Linked DNA regions of Rattus norvegicus: region 1 is linked to region 2. Evidence: chromatin contacts called from public Hi-C data. All regions are on one chromosome and are shown on one strand. The core of a region is the stretch at or near the end of the contact, and the rest is flanking DNA. Distances in the headings are between cores, read along the strand shown. Region 1 holds the start of Eif4a3 (eukaryotic translation initiation factor 4A3). Region 2 holds the start of Cbx8 (chromobox 8).

Evidence for each region. Hi-C and Micro-C count contacts between places; a contact is called where the count stands out from the background.
Region 1: a Hi-C map of prefrontal cortex shows a contact between it and region 2, with 4 times the contacts expected there. The contact joins the promoter of Eif4a3 here to the promoter of Cbx8 in region 2. A contact is called at or near these places in 2 of 12 Hi-C or Micro-C datasets (Schwann cells and prefrontal cortex).

What each region holds. Positions count from the first base shown.
Region 1 is chr10:105,056,084-105,060,479 of GRCr8, forward strand. It overlaps Eif4a3 (eukaryotic translation initiation factor 4A3), which reads right to left and starts at 1,478. Exons shown (of 12, transcript NM_001100158.2): 1 at 1,250-1,478. The coding sequence starts at 1,418. It overlaps LOC108352165 (a long non-coding RNA gene), which reads left to right and starts at 1,548. Exons shown (of 2, transcript XR_001840348.2): 1 at 1,548-1,729; 2 at 2,189-2,874.
Region 2 is chr10:104,792,426-104,797,017 of GRCr8, forward strand. It overlaps Cbx8 (chromobox 8), which reads right to left and starts at 3,075. Exons shown (of 5, transcript NM_001034078.1): 1 at 2,993-3,075; 2 at 2,562-2,605; 3 at 2,308-2,373; 4 at 2,143-2,209; 5 at 637-1,734. The coding sequence starts at 3,061. The coding sequence ends at 880.

The DNA of each region.
Region 1 (4,396 bases), core at 228-2,727, 260 kb after region 2:
GCCCTGTGCTGCTCTCCTGTTTGCACGAAGGCCCATCATCAAGGGACCACCCACCTGCTGGGCCATCACTACTAGCAAGGAGAACAGTATGAAAGACTGGACAAGGCTGTGCACTCCCTTAATCCCAGCAGGAGAAGCTGAGCAGGGGGATCTCTGTGAATTCCAGGCCACCTGGTTCACAGAATGAGTTCCAGACCAGCCAGAACTAGGTAGAGAGACTGTGTCTTAAAACAAAACAAACAATGAAAACACAAGTATTTTCCAAATAAGCAGATAGGATTTATAAGAAAAGATGTTGTTAAACATCTTGGTGACGCACACCTTTAATCCCAGCATCTGGGAGGCAGAGGCAGGGGATCTCTGAGTTAGAGGCCCAGTTTGGTCTACTAAGAGTTACAGGACAGCCAGGGGTACATGGAGAAACAAAACAAAACAAAACAAAAAGCAAAACAACAAAGAAAGCAGAAACAAAAAGAGTTCATTCGGCCTCCCTCAAATGCTCCTAAGCAAATACCAACAGCATGACCCACCATTCACTCAAAAAAGCCAGGAATGCACTGCATCTGCTGCCAGCAGATCCTTTAGCTCCACAATAACATCCCCATCTCTCCTATGGTCCGGCCATCACCCCGCCTCCTCTTCTAACTCCAAATCCAGACACCAAAATAAACTTTCAAACGGTAAGCCTGATCCTATCGATTCTGCTCAGAACTCTGCGGTGGCTGGCTCCCCGCTGTATTTAGGAGTGAATCTCAAATTCTTTACTCATGCCTTTAAAACATGACGAGGGGTTTCTTTCTTATGTTCCTGGCACTCGTCAGGCAATGGCTTCAAGAAGCCAGGACCAGTTGTTCCCTCTCCCCTGGGGATTCTGAACGCCTCTGGGAGCTCTCTTTCGGCTCTTTTAACTCACCGTTATCAATCTATCTACTCTATCCAGTCGCTCATTCTCTTGTTTTCCCAATTCTCACCGCTTGAAGCACCCTTGCTTCGTATTTCCCGCTTCCTTAGGAAGCTTTAAACTCCACAAGGCACGAACGCACCAGATTTGGAGCCCCGACTTCCCCATCAAAGCTTCGGGGCACCTCACAGGGACACACACATGGCTATCCGCTACACGAGCGACTGGAGGAGCCTGGCTGACTGCAGCACCGGGGAACCCCGAGCTCTGGAGCTCGGACGCACGTTCCCCACCCGGTCTGAAGCGGCCCGTCCCCCAACCTCCCCTTCCCCGAGGCCCGCGCCCCACCGTAGGCGTAGATGCCGCGCAGCAGGTCCTCCCGAAGGCCCATGGTGTCGAACGTGGGGGTCACGTCCACCTCCTCGCTGGTCTCGAACTCCACTTTGGTCATGTCCTCCTCTTTGAGCAGCCGCTTCCGCGCGGAGCCCGACGTCGCCATCGTGGCCGTGGCCGCCATGATCCCGACCCCACTAATAGACAACTGCGAGCTGCGGCGGGAACCGGAAACAAGGCTCGCGCCGCCGGCCCGGTCGGGAGGAAGTGACGCAAACACAGCGCCGCGGAAGAGCGTCAGGAGGGGTGGGAGGCAAAGCGCTCCAAGCCTCGCGATATTCCGTGCTCCGCGGGATTCGGCGAGGGACTGGGCTGGCAGTCTCTGGATGTCCGTGACTCTGCATACTCTTGTCTCTTCTGGGTGTCTGCAGCCTACTTGGGATAGGGATGTGGGTCTCAGGGAGGAGCAAGAGTGACGCCAAGGTGTCCCTGAAGGTACAGAGCAAAGGAAGAGGGCACTGTCCTGTGGGCTCCGCGCTCCAGCGCTGCTGACTGCGTTGCCATGGCAACCATAGCGTGGCGACCTGGGAGAATCAAGCTGCTCTCCCGGGGTGGTGGATGGGAGGAATCGGTGGAGACCGAGTGGGTAGATGTTTTTGCCTGGGAGAGCAGGGGACGCCCAAGCTGCCATCACATCCGAGAATCCTTTAGAGCCTCTGACCCGGCGTGGTGACCCCAGTCACTCTGGAGGATCCTGATTTTCAACGCAGGCTCCAAAAGGGCCTTGCTATTTGGGGCATGTCTTTCTGTTTGTGAGAGTGGATCCCAGGACCCCTGTAATTTCGAGTCGTAACCCGAGTTCTAGCAAAACTTCATTTGCATGTGGCCTCTTTCTTTTTTTCTGCTTTTGAGGAAAGATGACTAAACTGTTAAGGGCTGTTACTCTTCTTCCAGAGAACCTTGATTGTGTTCCAGCCACTTAGACCGTGTGACTCACGCAGCCTGTATATTCCAGCTCCAGGCGATCCAGTGCTTCCAGCCTCTGTGGGGGCCACACTCGTGGTGTGTACACACACGCAAATACACAAATACTCAAACAAGTCTTTAAAAGCTACTGTGAAAGACTCATGTCGATAAGTTTAGTTACAACCAGATCTTTTCATGGAGAAGTTGTGGGTTGCAATGTACCCATGTTAAAACAAGTTCTTTATTACTGCCTTCTCTTTGAGAGCTCAGCTCCCGCTCTGGTATCAGGATTTGTCCAGACCAGATAAACCATATAATACATGTGGTATTAATCAGAGCACTAAAGGCATAGAGTTGGCCAAGTTCCAGTTCTCATGCCTTCTCACTCAATGAGGATTTAGTCCACGTGCTCATGCCGTTTTTTGTTTTGTTTTGTTTTTTTGCAAGCCTGACTCGAAGGGTTGTTTTGCAATCTTGGCTGTAAAAGACACAGGGATTTTAATGACATCCCAAGAAAAGAATGTAAAGTCTCCATTTCATACTGTCTGTTGAAATGAGTAATTATAGCTTGTGGTTACTGTTTAAAACGCTGTTTCATCTCACTGTTTTACTTCATCAGATGTAACAACTAGAGAAAGGTGTTATTGTATTCTTATTGGACCACTCTGCTCACATATCTTTTTTTAGTTTATTGTGTCTGCGTGTATCCGCATGTATTAGTGTGTGTTCGCATGGTGTATGCGAGTGGGCAGGCCCATGCTACAGAGCAGGTGTGGAGTTCGGGGGACAGTTGTGTAGCATGTTCTTCCCTCCTACCTTTATATGGGTTCCAGGATCAAACTCACTCAGGTCATCAAGCTTGCATAGCCAGCCCTCCCTTAACCCATGAGCCATCTTCCCGGCTTGCTATAGTTTCTTACAGTACCCAAGTAATTTGAAGACCCTGGTTCTCTTTATCATCAGCAAGCAGCTATAATCCAATCAGTTATGAATAGTATGCCTTTGTCACTTGCCTGTTCAAAGTATCTGATCAACTTGGTTACATTGTATTTTATGCAAAAGTATCTACTTAAAAGCAACAATCTAGACTAAGGTGGTAGTGTATACCCTGTGACCCCAGCACTTGGGTGGCCGAGGCAGAAACACCCAAGGTTTGAGGCAGGATGGCATAGGTGAAGACATATCTTTATAAAAATGAACTACAGTAAGGGCTGGAGAGCTGCCTCAGTGGTTAAGGGCACTTACTGGTCTTGCAGAGAACCCAGATTCAGTTCCCAGCACCCCTTTCACATAACTTACAACCAGTTCCAGGGGACCTGATGCCCTCTTATGACCTCAAAAACCACCTGTATGCATGTGCACATACACCCAGGCATGCAACTGACAGCCCTGTTTGGCAATCTACAATTCCAGTGCTTAAAGTGACAGATTAATTTTTTTGAGACACAGTTTCTCTGTGAAACTCACTTTGTAGACCCAGTCAGCCCTGAACTCACAGAGACCTTCCTGCCTCTGCCTCCAGAGTACTGGGATCAAAGTTGTGTGGCACCACACCCAGCTAATTTGATTCTTATAAATCTCAACCACCATTAGAAACAGAGGGTGCTGGTGAATGTCTTTCCTTACCTATTTTACGGACGGAAAGATAGGCTCAGTCTACTTTTTCAGCAAGGGAACAATTGGTCCAACTCGAGTTTATATTCCAATGGCTTTATCCTGCTTATAAGTACCTGGGCTCTGGAGCCCCAGACACCTTGGCCTCTCAAGGGAAGAAGTCTCCGGTGACAAAGATGATTAGACCCACAATTTTTGGTCTCGGTACCCTCTCCCGTTAGCATCGATCGTATTGACTACACACTTGTATTTGGGGGTGTGCTTAATTTAAAAGGCATGGGTATATCTAGTCAGCTTCCCAGTCTCCTTAATGTAAGTAACCAGCTGCCAGCTTGCTCACTATTCACATACAGGGGGAGGAGGAGGAATACAGACATAGTCTAGCTGAACAGGAACATGGCAAGGTCATGTGGGATTTGGGGGGAATGGGACAATGCTAAAGTGTGCTCAAGAGCCCATCTGTGCCAACCTAGCTCCAGGAGTCAGGATGGCAACATTAGACAGGAGGGAATCCAAAGAGTTGTCCCCAAAGGATTGCTTCCTGCTAGCATTCCCACCCATGACCATTTCCCAAACCCACCT
Region 2 (4,592 bases), core at 1,825-4,324:
CCAATTTATCCTGGCATTTCGGGAATGTAAACAAAATCGCTGGATTTCTTTTCTCTCTGCAAAAGTAAGGGAAGGAGTCGAGGTACCGGGGAGATTTTTGTCCACATGACACATACACACAGTCCGCGTGTACGGGCACTCACACCTCCATAAAGTGCACTCTCCTGCTGTGGTTCGGGGGAGAACTGCGTCCCACTCACTCGCGACTTTTTTCTACCTTTAACAACACGTGTGACAAAGTTATTCGAGTTGATACCTTTTTCCCCCCTAGTAGACCTCTTAATCTGGGGAGGGGGGAGGACAGAGAAAGAAAAGAAAATAGGAAAAAGAAAACTGGTCTGACCCCACCCCCCTTTTTCTGATTGGGAAGCCAACCTTTTGTTGGCCTGGCTGGCCAATGGGGAGGAGAGCAAAAAAATCCTGCCGCGGTGCCCCGAGGATTGGGAATCCGGTGGTGGAGGGAGGAGGTGGGCCGGCTGAGTCCCTCCACACACCCTCCAGAATCCCAGGGCCCAGGCCCCCAACTTTCCTAATGCCCTGTGGGGACAGGGGCCCCTCCTGTACCAGCTCAGTCTGTCTGCCCTACCAAACCACGATCTCTCTCTCTCTCTCTCCTTGTTTAAATAAAAGAACTTCAAGAGTTGAAATATATATATTTAGATTTTTTTCTTAAATAACATATTTACATCTAATAGAAAATAGAACTCTAGAGATAATTTTCCAACCAGAACCGAGGAAGGAGGAATGAAAGGGAAGGGGGTGCAGGTGTGAAGAAGGGCAGGACCAGCCAGAGGCCACAGTCACCCAGAGATAAAAAGCACTAAGCCGTTTGAGCTCACTCTCCCCTGCTCTGGTCCTGAGCTCCCCACCCTCAGGAATTCATCTTTTCTCCTTAAAGAAGCCTTGGTCCGTGTTACTCTCCTTAATGGTGACGGTCAAAAAGTTTGAGGTCACGTCTGTGACGACCACCTTCTCCAGGTTAGTCAGAGAGGGGCTCCAGGACTCTTCCTCCGGGTCCCCCAGGATTCTGGCCACTGGGATCCTGGCGATGAGGGAGGGCCTTCCCCCTTGAGCCCCCATGTCCCGATACAGGCTTCCCACTGAGCCCGGGGTGCCTGAACTATGTCGGACCCTGGTCCCACCAGGGTCCAGGGCACCTTGACCTTTGGCCTCCAGTAAAGCAGCCCGGTGCTTTATCACCCTGGCTGGAAAGGTGTCCGCAGCCAACTTGCCCGAGGCCTCCGCCGAGCTAGGACTGGTCACACCGTATTGTACCAGGTCTGAGTCCTGCCTCCGAGCAAGCTGGATCACGCTGTGGCCAGCTGAGAACTTTCCTATCCCAGAGGGGGTCTCATCCAGCTTCCTGCCTTTGAGGTATTCTCCAAGGCCATCACTGGGCTCTCCCAAAGGTCTCTGTGAAGGGTCTAGGAGCTCCTTCCTGGGCTTGGGTCCTCGTTTCTTGGAGCTGTCCCCCGGTGAGCTGGGCTTCTCATCTACACGGCTGGTACCCCTGTCCCGTTCTCGATCCCGGTCTCGGTCTCTGTCCCGAGGTGGGTCTGCCCTGCAGGTACTGGTACTGCTCCCTGGTGGGGGTAGCCCCGTGTTCCGAAGGCCCTCTCGGGCCCTAGAAGTAGATGCCAAATCCTGGGGAGAGCGGCCTGGGTAAGGGATCCGGATGCCTCTGGTAGAGTCGCTTCTGAATTCATAGGTTTTGGCCTTTGCCTTGGCCTGGGCCTGCAGAAGGAAGGTGTTGTGAGGAGAGAAGAGCCCCGCCCCCCACAAGACCTCTAGCCTCGACTGCCCAACTTTCCCTGGATGCCTGGGAAATTCTAATTGAGTAATGCCTTTTGGTAGTAGTCTGGGGGCGGGGGGGGGGGATTTGTCTGGAAGCAGCCATTTGCAACCAACAGACTCCTTGTATAACATTATAGGTCTACTTGAGGTGATTGGAGAGGGAAATAAAGGCCTTCTGGGGCAGCTACGTCCCACCTCTAGAACCCCTCGATGCTGCCACAGACTGAAAACATGCTGTCAGAAGATGCCCACTTCACAAATAAGCAAAGGGCAAGGACACCCACTGGTTTACAAACCCAGCAGATCCTCCTTGAACGTCACCCTCCACCACTGGAGACTGCAACATACCTTGAGAAGGAAGGTTTTAGGCTTGGGTCCTCGCTTTTTGGGACCATAGAGCTCCATCTCCCGTTCCCTAAAGAAAGAAAAGAGATAGAAGAAGGGGGTGTGTCCTGGCTGCACCGAAGTCAGCCTGTATGGGTTCCAGTGAGTGGCTGGGCTAAGGGTCTGTACCTTTCTTCAAAGGCTGCAAGGAGGCGAGCATCAAGAATATTTTCTTCAGGCTCCCACGTGCTGTACCTAAAGGAAACCAGGAAGAATCAGTCATCAGTCCCTGGAGCAGGAGAGAGAGGAGGGAGTGGAGGGCGGGTATGTGTGTGCAACTTTTCCGGCTGCCTTGTGTTGTATTTCAATGTGAAGGGGAAAAGAGGAAGAAAGAACCCTCCTCGATATCAGTGTGGGGTTGCGATTGCATATAACCTACTTACTTCTGCGACCAGCCCTTCCATTTCACGAGATATTCCATGCGTCCCTGAGGATGCAAAAGGGAAAATGCATGTGTATGTGTGTGCGTGGGGAGGAATGCATGACGAGGACACAAGAAATACACACGAAAATGCATGCACCAAATGAATGCTCCAAACACTGCCGCCAAAGGAACCAGCCCACTGCAGCACCGCTGCAGAAACGCTGCACAAAGTGCATGCACCGGCATTCATCCCCCACCCCGCCCCCCATCCATGCAATCTGTGCAGGGCTGCAAGTCTAAGGAGAGCGCTGGGGCTGAGCCGCCGCCGCCGACACGGCCGCGGCCGCTGCTGGGACCTGGGGGAAGGGAGGCTGGGCTGCAGCAGGGGGAGGGAGCCCCGGCCCTGGTAAGGGAGGGCCCGCGCCGCCGCCCGCCTTCCCCTTCACCTACTTTGCGAATGCGCCGCTTCAGGAGGGCTTCGGCCGCGAACACCCGCTCCCCCACCGCCGAGAGCTCCATGTTGACTCGCCGCTTCCCCCCTCAGCCGCTTCCAGGAGCAGAAAAGCAGCAGCCAGCCCTCGACAGCCCATAATACTCTCCCGCTGACGTCAGTTCTCCTCCCTCCCCCGCGCACTCTCCCTCCCTGCCCCCTCCCAGCTCGTCCTCCCGCCCCACGTGTTGCTAACGACGTTGCTAAAGCCAAGCGTCCTGGGCCCGTTCTGCGGGCGCTGATTGGACTAGCGCCCGGCCACGCCCCTCTCCCCGTCTCCCCTGCGTTGCTACGTGACCTGTGTTCCAATCGCCAGGGGGAGGAGTCTCCGTCCACTCCAGAGACCCAGAAGGTGGGGGGGGGGGAGAGTGCCGTCAGCGGAAGTGACGCGAAGCGGGGCGGGCCCGACTGCTGTCAGTCTGCACGGCTGGACAGGGGGCCGCTGCCCTAAGCTCCGGGCCCTGCCCCCCTGCCCGACTGCCCAGCGGTTCCCCGGGTGCATGGCTTGCCCTGTCCCCGCGGAGCCCTTAGGGCTCCCCGCGTAGGTGCCAGTCAGGAGCTGCCCCTCTGCAGACCCAGGCCCTTCCCACCTGCCCATGCCCTGCCTGGCGCCATCCTCTTCGCCCGCCGCCGGTGCAACACAATGCACAGGTGCTGGGGCGCAACGAGCCGCGCCCGAACCCCTGGACCTACGTCGCTAGCGCCGAACCTACTAATTTCCTGACCCCTCCCTTGCGGCCGCACACCCTGGGTCTCCATGGCAACGCCCCCTCCTCCCTTCATCACCAGTCCCATCCAGCTAACAAATCAATGAGCCTGCTCTTGGTCTCCAGTCGCACAGTGCTGCCCGCGTCCACCCTCCGGGTCCTGCGAGCTGCCGTGGGCGCTTCTCCCGGCTCAGAAGCCCAAAGCAGACTGGTGCATGCCGATGTTTACCGCCTGAATCCATCCTGGACCGAGACCCTGCAGGAGGGGTCGCGAGCCTCCTTTTGCCACCTCCATTGTCCCCAAGTCTCAGTTACCCTGACCCAGCTTCTGTCCCTGGCCCAGCCCACTCCACTCCTTGGCCCTGAGAGAAGTCAACCTGGACATGTCTGTCCCGGCCTGGGTGGGTTTAGGGAATCTATGACCATCGAGGCAGAGCCTAGAACCTGGCTAGATTGGGAGTGAGCGGCTGGGGGCGCCGCGGCTCTACTCCAGACTTGGGTGCGGAGCTAGTGCACTTTCTGTCTTGGGCTCTTCTAGAAGACGTAAGCGGAGGACACCCGACAAACAGCGGCGTGGAATTTGAGGGGTGTGGCGGTATCTAGTACGGCTTGGAAGAGGGGGGTTCCCAAGATGGCAAGTCCCAGGTAGGGGATGACGGTCGTGCAGAGACGCCTAAAGTCCCTCACACACCTGCGGACACTCAATAACCTTTCGCTCCTAGGCTCTCCTTCCTCCCCTCGTGGTAACCCCTGTTGAGGAGCGGAGGTTCAACAGCGGCTATCCCCACATTTCTCTTTTACTACCCAAGCTCCAGATCACAGAGCCCTTCCCACCCCTCCGACTCCTTGGAAC